Linked DNA regions of Mus musculus: all the other regions are linked to region 1. Evidence: chromatin contacts called from public promoter capture Hi-C data. All regions are on one chromosome and are shown on one strand. The core of a region is the stretch at or near the end of the contact, and the rest is flanking DNA. Distances in the headings are between cores, read along the strand shown. Region 1 holds the start of Nup98 (nucleoporin 98). Region 2 holds the start of Trim6 (tripartite motif-containing 6). Region 3 holds the start of Trim34a (tripartite motif-containing 34A).

Region 1 (2,700 bases), core at 136-2,635:
ATTTCCATAACTGGTGACATTACAGGCCTGCACCACATCTATCTTGGTTTTATTCCCCACCCCACTTGGCTTTTTGAGTCAGGGTCTCTGCAGCCCTAGATGTCCTGAAACTCAGTATGAAGAGTAGGCTAGCTTTGTAGTCACAGAGTGCCTCCTGCCTTTGCCTCTCAAGTGCTGGGATAAAAGGTGTGCACTGCCAAGGTTAAAGCCAATTTCATCATTTTTAAAGTTTTGTTCTCAAAAGTCTATGTTAAGTCTGGATGTGATGGCAAACACCTTTAATCTCATTACCTCAGCGTTAGAGGCAGGTGGTCTCTTTGAGTCTGTGGCAAGCCTGGTCTACATAGCGAATTCCAGGCCAACCAAGGGTTGTCTCCGAAGTTAAAAAAAAAAAAAAAAAAAAAAAAAAGCAAAAAAAGTCCCCATCAGGGTACTACTAATCAAGTTATCTTACTATATATAAACGAACATGAAAACAGCTAAACTAGAAGTGTTTTTGAAAATTATGTCAAATGCTGGGTCCTTACCCCTACCAAATAGAGAATTGCCAATATTGGGAGACTGGAACATAGAGGAAGGGTGGAAGAGTATACAAATTCTACTAGACTTGAATCAAGACACCTGGATTCTCTTCCTCTACCTACCTCCCACTAATAAAGCCTCTGTACTTGAGGCAGAGTGGGGGCGATTGACAATTTAAACGCTTATGGCTCCAGTTACTCAGAAATTCAATCTTTCTCACCTAGGTTTACACGGAACAGAAAGAACCCTTCATTTTATTTATCAGACAATTGTCAGTGTCTTAAAAAGCTAAACACAGTTCTGACTCACTCAACCCTCTGGTTGAACCCTAGACAAAACGTGTCCTGTAGAGTGGTCAAGGAAGTGACGGGGAGACCTCACTGAAGTCCCCCCAAGGCACCACCCTGCAAGGGTCTGCCTACCGCGGGCTGCTCACCTCCACCCAGCGAATGAATGAGTAGCACCGGAGAAAGCGAGGTTCACTCAATGTGGGCTGCGACCCGAGACCCCTCCGGCCTACGCCCCACACAGTTGGATCCCCTCCCAGGGCCTCCCGAGCCAGGCCGCAGGCCCCGGGCCCCGCCCCCTCACGCAGGCCCGAAGGAGCGCGCCCGGCACGAGACTCGGCGGCGGAGAGGGCCCCGGGCGTCCAGCGCAGATGCCGGTACAGAGAGGAAGATCTACCCGCCCAGCCCCGGCAGCGCTCCCGACTTACAGCGGTGCGTCTGGAGTGAGAGCCCAGGTCCGCCCGTCACCCGCCGCTCACCGCGCGGCCTCCAGAAAAACCGTCGTCGCCGCCGCCGCTGCCACCGACCGCCGCTTCGGGCGCAGCGCGCAGAGGCCTGACTGCGTCACACGCCGTCCACCGTCAGAGATCGGCTCCGGCCGCTCCGCCCTTGGCGGCCGGGCATTGGCGGGCCGGTCCGCCACTCGAGGCCCACACCGTTATTCATTGGGTGACGATCCTTTTGAAACCGAACGTGGAGGCGGTCTCTGATTAGGAACGGAGGGGAAGAGGAGGAGCGTAAGGAATTGCCGGGAAAGGGGGGGGGGGGGGGGAAAGGAGGGACGATGGGGAGGGATGTAGAGTCCCACTCCCTCTGCCGCAACGGTTGGCTGAGAGAGGCTCATGACGTCACACAGGCCCCTCGAAGAGGGCTGGTGCGTGGCTAGAGGAGTGAGCACCAAACCGCAGTGACGCTGTGTCCAGGCCCCGCCCCCTTCCTTGGAGCGCGGAGACTCGCTACGGAAGCTCCGGCCAATCAGAAGGAAGTCCCAAGGATGACCTGGTAATTGTTCTATCCTTCTCTAGCTCCTGTCTGCGGGCAATGATGGGAAGGCTCCTTGGCCACCTAGCTTGCACTTGGAGAGCCGGAGGACCCTTCCTGGAAACCCATCAATCCACAGATTGTCTGCAGACACTCCACTCCCCACTGTTCTTTCCAGCGCAAGCCAGCCCTCGCCGTACACTTTCCCCCTCTGAATCTCTAGAATAGACCTGAGCAATGGATTTGCCTTAACAGAGCTTGAGCCCAATGAGGAGATTCTTGGCCCTTCAGCCTCAGCTGCACTTTCAGAATCTATACTTGTTCTGGGTTTCTTGCGGCCTTCTCCAGGACACATTTGGTAACCTTTACAAGTCCCGGTGAAGTTCAGGCAGTCTGCTTGTAAAGACCTTGTTACTTTGTATCTTATTTATTTTCCGTTCTATGCCTCCTCCCTCCCCTGATCTGGGCCAAAGCTTCATTTTCATCCTTTTGGTGTCTTTTCTCCTAGGATCTAGCAGAGAGCAGAAGAGTGGGCATGTTCTAGAAACCAGACCTCTCTAAATTATTGAGGTCTCACAGATAACAGGAGCTGTGTTAAAAAAAAAAAAAAAAAAAAAAAAAAGAGGTACATACTACCTCTCCACCACGTCCTGGGAAATCAATATAGAACTGAAACGAGATTTGCTAAGAATTTTAAATGATTCCCTCAAACAAAAACATCTTAAAGGAGCTGGAGAGATAGATGGGCTCAGCGATTAAGAGCACTGGCTGCTCTTCCAGAGGTCCTGAATTCAATTCCCAGCAACCCCATGGTGGCTCACAACCAACTGTAATGGGATCTGGTGCCCTCTCCTGGTATACATAAAATAAATAAATCTCTTTTTTTTTTTTAAAGACAGTAAATGGAAGA
Region 2 (2,700 bases), core at 3-2,502, 2.0 Mb after region 1:
GAAATATGCATGTCACATCACCCTGTCTCAAAACCAAATAAACCTTACCCTTGTATGTTAGACATTGAGCGTCCCATCTTCTCTGCTCTGTTTTTCTATGATTCTTAAGAATGCTTGCACCAGCCAGGCGTGGTGGCACACACCTTTAATCCTAGCACTTGGGAGGCAGAGGCAGGCGGATTTCTGAGTTTGAGGCCAGGCTGGTCTACAAAGTGAGTTCCAGGACAGCCAGGGCTACAGAGAAACCCTGTCTTGAAAAACCAGAAAAAAAAAAAAAAAAAAAAAGGAATGCTTGCACCATGTTTTCCCATCCTCACTCCAAACATCTATTCCTGACTTGACTTTTCATTTTGTGTTTTAAGTTTTTCGAGGCAAAAACACTCTGTAGCCCAGGCTGGTTTAAATTTATGAGTAATCCTCCTGCCTCAGTCTCCTAATGCTGAATTACAATTGTGAGTCAGCCCAGTTCACAGGCTCATGCAGGTAAGGCAAACAATTTACTGCTGAGCCACTTCCTACTCCACCCCCAGCTCCTCCCCAAAGTCTTTCCCCCTCCCCCCATCTTCTGAGATCAGTTGGGTTGTCAGTCTCCCAAACCAGGAAGTTTGGCATTCTTTTCTTTTCACAGTAGCCCTGCCTTTAATAACTTACAGTCTAGGGGTTAGAGAGGTGGCTCAGTGGTTAAGAGCACCGACTGCTTTTCCTGAGTAGTTCAGTTCAATTCCCAGCAATCACATGGTGGCTCACAACCATCTGTAATAGGAATTCGATGCCCTTTTCTGATGTGTCTGAAGACAGCAACAGTGTACTTATATACATAAAATAAATAAATAAATCTTAAAAACAAACAAACAAACAAAAAACCCAAAACCCTTACAGTCCAGTTCCAGTCCAGTTCAGTTTGCATATGTAAATGTATAAGTACTTCAGTATAAAAGTAGTCTTTTGGTTCCATGCGTTAAAATTAGAGATACACACAGGTAATTTAAAGTTGGCAGATTTTTGTAATCCATCAAATGCAGTCACCTTTTAATTGTATGGCTAGACCTTTTATTCTTTAGACATTTCAATATATTGATAGTGAGAACAGGTGTATTAAACACTTGCATACGGTAGAAAGCCTAAGTCTCTAATGATGATGTTCTTAAAGACTGTTCCATAGACTTGTCTAGGGCATCTTCGCATTTCTGACCCGGGGTTTGGTCCCAGCCAGCACAGGGGTCAGCCCCGCCTCCTCCGCCAGGCCCGCCCCTTTTTCCTGGAGTCCGGCTTTAGTACTGGAAGGAGCCGTCTCCTTGGCTGCAAGTCCTCGGCACTGATCCAGGCACGGATTCCAGATTGGTGAGCAAACCCATTTTCTGACCAGTCGTTGCTGTCCCACTGGTGTGTAGAGTCTGTGCTGCCTTACTATTTGTGTTGGGGCTCACGCGTGCAAGAAGAGTTGCGGGACTGCCTCTTTGAGTTTCCTTGAGTTTGGGAAGCATTGGAGAGGCATGTTCGCGGCTAGGAATAGGCAGTATTCCTATAGCCCTAAGCGGGAAACGGGCGTTGAACCTGGATTTTGGAGGCAAAGGCACACTGCTCTGGGAGATTCCCGTTCGGAGTCCCGAGTGGATTCAGAGGTCAACATCTCCTCCCCCAGCTCCAGGAAGTAGGTTTATTCCCCCCAACCCCCAACCCCCTCCCAAGCAGGCCCGGCTTCTTCCAGGAAGAGTTGGGAGATGAGCTACTCTACCTGCCCCGACCCGGTCTACACCGGCTGCAACCAGTCGGAGCTAGGAGCCCTAGGGCCTCTCCAGAGGAAGCCGAGGCAAGCTGGGCGGAGTTAGGAACAGACCCCAGCCAGGATTTCTGGCCCTCGGAATTAGGCTTCCGGACGTGCTCTGGAGAAGTTTGCCTACCGGGTACTCTTCATCTGCGGACCTTCTCTGGGGGTGCCTACCGCCCCGTTACTCTGCTGAGTCACTTCTGACGGAGGCAGGCCGAGACAGTGAGGTGATTTATTGTGAATAACTTGGCTGAGATAGGGAGCATTGAATTTATGTATTCTAAAAGTATGTATGTAAACTCAATTTTTTTTCAGATATATCCTTCTATAACCCAAGCTACCCTATCGCTAACCATCTTCTTGATTCCAACCCTCTTCTCTGGTGTTACGATTACAGGCCTGAGCTACCGACACAGCAAAGGGACATTTATTTTATCAGTCATTTGAGAAAAATAGGTGTTACAGCTAGTTATGTTGCGTGTGTTTCAGTACAGGACCTGAAAATTGGATGCCGTATGTCCCCAGTCTGTTTATTTAGCCTCTGAGCTTTAACATTAAAAAAAAAAATTTATTTATTATTATACATAAGTACAATGTAGCTGTCTTCAGACACACCAGAAGAGGGCATCAGATCTCATTACTGGTGGTTGTGAGCCACCATGTGCTTGCTGGGGTTTGAACTCAGGACCTTCGGAAGAGCAGTCAGTGCTCTTACCCACTGAGCCGTCTCCTTAACATTTTTTTAATATGTAGCGTGGACAGAGCAATACAATGGGTGGATTCTAGAGTTTTGGTGAACGTTTACTGGGGCAGAGGTCGAAAAACAGCAAACCACCGGGCATGGCAAATTCTCAAACAAGGTTATTATGGGCAAACTCTATGCCTAACTTTTAAAATATGCATTATCAAGCCAGTTTTGGAAATAATATGCT
Region 3 (2,700 bases), core at 158-2,657, 2.0 Mb after region 1:
AAAATTGGTAGTTAAGGAGACTAGGCCTAAGAACTGAGCCAGTCCAGGCAAGTCAATTACCAATAGAAAAAATCCTAGGCTCCAGCCTTCAAGCCCAGTTAATGGAATGTCCCAACCACCTGGCCTGAAGCAAGGCCAATGGGTAGGCAGCAGTTTCCAGACTTCCTCAGTTACTACCTTGGTAACAGTTCCCAGACCTCCCCAGCAAGTTTCCTGCCCTCACACCCAGGTAATAGAATGTCCATAGAGATGGACCCAATAGATTAACATAGAGGTCCCTACCTCAGAATTCCCTAATGAGCCTTAAATCAGACCAGCAAGCTCTCTTGGGTGTCTCTATCTTGGTAATGGGAGACCCCAGCTTGCTGGACTTCTGCAGAAATCTATCTTTACATTTGCATACCAGTTGAGTTGGGTGTCATTCTTCTTTGAATTATGGACCCTTACAACTTCACTGGCACCATTCCCTGCTGCAGGCATGGTTTCCCTTTCTTGTTTATTGGGTAGACTTGATAATTCTTGAGGGGGGTGGGTAAGAAGAGAGAAAGAGAGAGAGACAGAGAGACAGAGAGAGAGAGACAGAGAGAGACAGAGAGAGAGAGAGACAGAGAGAGAGACAGAGATAGAGAGAGACAGAGACAGAGAGACAGAGAGAGAGAGAGAGGAGCACTACCAGCAGGGAACATGTGGAGAGGGGACAGGGGGAAGGAGAAAGGGCTCAGAGAGAACAAGGAGGGGCCAAACAGTCCCTTTTATAGCAAGCCAGACCTACCTGACTGTTGCTAGGTAACTGTTGAGTGGAGCCTAAAAGGAATGTAAATGTGCTAACCTGGAAGGGATTGGGGATGGAGACACTTGAGAAGGTCAAAGTGGACAAAGGTCAGTGCAAAGCTGCAGATTCTATTTTCATAACCAAAGGGTTATTGTTATTCACAAATTAAGCAAAAGACCGTGCTTTTTTTTTTTTTTTTAATGTGTTCCCATGTATTCCTGGGTTGTTGTTCCCCTAACTGAACACCTTTAAACATTAAGGAACTCAGAGACCACCCTCAGATGGTGACTAGATAAAAATACCGCTGCTGTCTGGCCTGAAAAAGATTGTAAGAAACTGTATAGCTTGCTGGGCCATTTGTTTTATTTTCGGCTCACACGTTAATAAAAGTTTCTCGTGTTTCTTTTGAGTTCGTGGCTGCCTTCTTGCTGAGTGAAATCTTCCCTTAACATGGTCTTTAACCACCTGATGTAAGTGACAGCCCTTAGCTATGGCCACCAAAAAGCTCTTCCTGGCTGCTGAAAACTTCTCCTCTAGCCTTGGATCACCAGAGTCCCTGCATTGCCATCTATTGGTGGCCTAGAGTTTTGCCAATACTTAGGACTCAAAAGTTTCCTCCTCTTTCCTGTATCCGCTGGTTTGGAGTTTCAGTTTCTTTTCTCTGCAGTCAAAAAGGGAGGGGCTGCTGGTTGGTTTGGCTGGCTGAAACCAGTCCCTGGCTTTTCCTCACCGCTTCTGTCTGGAGGAAAGATCTCCCCTTCCAGGTCGGAGGTGAGGGTCCAAAGGTGTGTGCGAAAGTTTGTCCAGGGTGGAGGGAGGGAGACCCTAAAAGGAGAGACTTCAGTGACGCTTAGGAGAGGCTTATTTGCTCACAGATCACAAACCGCAGTGATCTGAAGTTGAGAAAAAGAGTTCGTGAGGAATCGAATTGAAATTGAGCAGGAAGGTCTTTTTTTTTTTTTTTTTCTGGAGAAGCCCCTTCTTTTGCTGGGGCAAGCACTTCCTGTTTCCTTCTGCTCTGCTGCTGTGATACACCTTGTAAACAGGTCTGGAATCTCAGGAGCCCTCCCCACCCCCCGCGTCCCCTCCTCTTCTCTCCCTTCTCCTTGTTTCCTCTCCCCTCTGCCTACTAAGATACTGTAGAGTTTCAGGGGTTCAGTCTAAGAGGAGCCTCTATTCCCCTCCTTGCAGCCAAAGGGGCTATCAGTGACCTTAACATCCTGAGCCCTTGATTTACTTGAAAACCCGCCCCCGTGTCACTTTCTAACTATATGTACCTCTGAAGAGCCACTCTTAGGATTCCATGTTTACTTAAACAGAGATTTTTTTTTTAAATACGTATTTATTATTTATTTTTGAGGCCCGTTTCACCGCCTTACTGAGGTTGGTCCTGGAGTTCTGGGGTCAAATATCACCCTACCTCAGCCTCTTAAAGTAGCTGGGACTGCAAGCTTGTGCCTTCCCAACCCCCTCACCCCTCCACCTGCTTGTTTCTGTCTCAGTAGCCATAAGAGATCCTGGTGTCCTCACCTGGCTTAGGCCTTATTGATCATTCTTGCTTGCATCTTTGCACTAAAAGTTATATCAGTTCTTTTTTTTTTTTTTTTTGCTTAGATAGTAAACAAGAGTTAGGTATTGCTCTGGACAGAGCCTAGGTGTTCTTGGTAAGATATTGATCCTGAATATTTTCCATGTTAGGCTAATATATGGGCATTTTGCATCTTCATAGATGGTTTAAACACCTGCCCGCCATTGTCCAGTACTTTCACTTTTCAGAATTCACCACATCTCCTTTTTCTGAATCTGCACTGCAATGCTAGAGAGTTTAGTCATGGCCAAACACAGAAGATAATTAAGGTGTCTCTCTCTCTCTCTTTTAATTAAAAATGTCAATGGGAAAAAGCGTGTTTTGGCATAAAAAAGCATAC

What was found. Promoter capture Hi-C pulls out the DNA fragments that hold promoters and counts their contacts.
Region 2: a promoter capture Hi-C map of embryonic stem cells shows a contact between it and region 1, with 3 times the contacts expected there. The contact joins the promoter of Trim6 here to the promoter of Nup98 in region 1.
Region 3: a contact with region 1 is called in a promoter capture Hi-C map of cranial neural crest. The contact joins the promoter of Trim34a here to the promoter of Nup98 in region 1. A contact is called at or near these places in 2 of 39 promoter capture datasets (cranial neural crest and stem cell-derived epiblast-like cells).

What each region holds. Positions count from the first base shown.
Region 1 is chr7:102,208,781-102,211,480 of GRCm38.p6, forward strand. Nup98 (nucleoporin 98) reads right to left here and starts at 1,386. Exons shown (of 33, transcript NM_001287164.1): 1 at 1,238-1,386. It also overlaps a transcript of Pgap2 not described here.
Region 2 is chr7:104,217,543-104,220,242 of GRCm38.p6, forward strand. It overlaps Trim6 (tripartite motif-containing 6), which reads left to right and starts at 1,253. Exons shown (of 8, transcript NM_001013616.2): 1 at 1,253-1,341.
Region 3 is chr7:104,243,050-104,245,749 of GRCm38.p6, forward strand. Trim34a (tripartite motif-containing 34A) reads left to right here and starts at 1,408. Exons shown (of 8, transcript NM_030684.3): 1 at 1,408-1,543.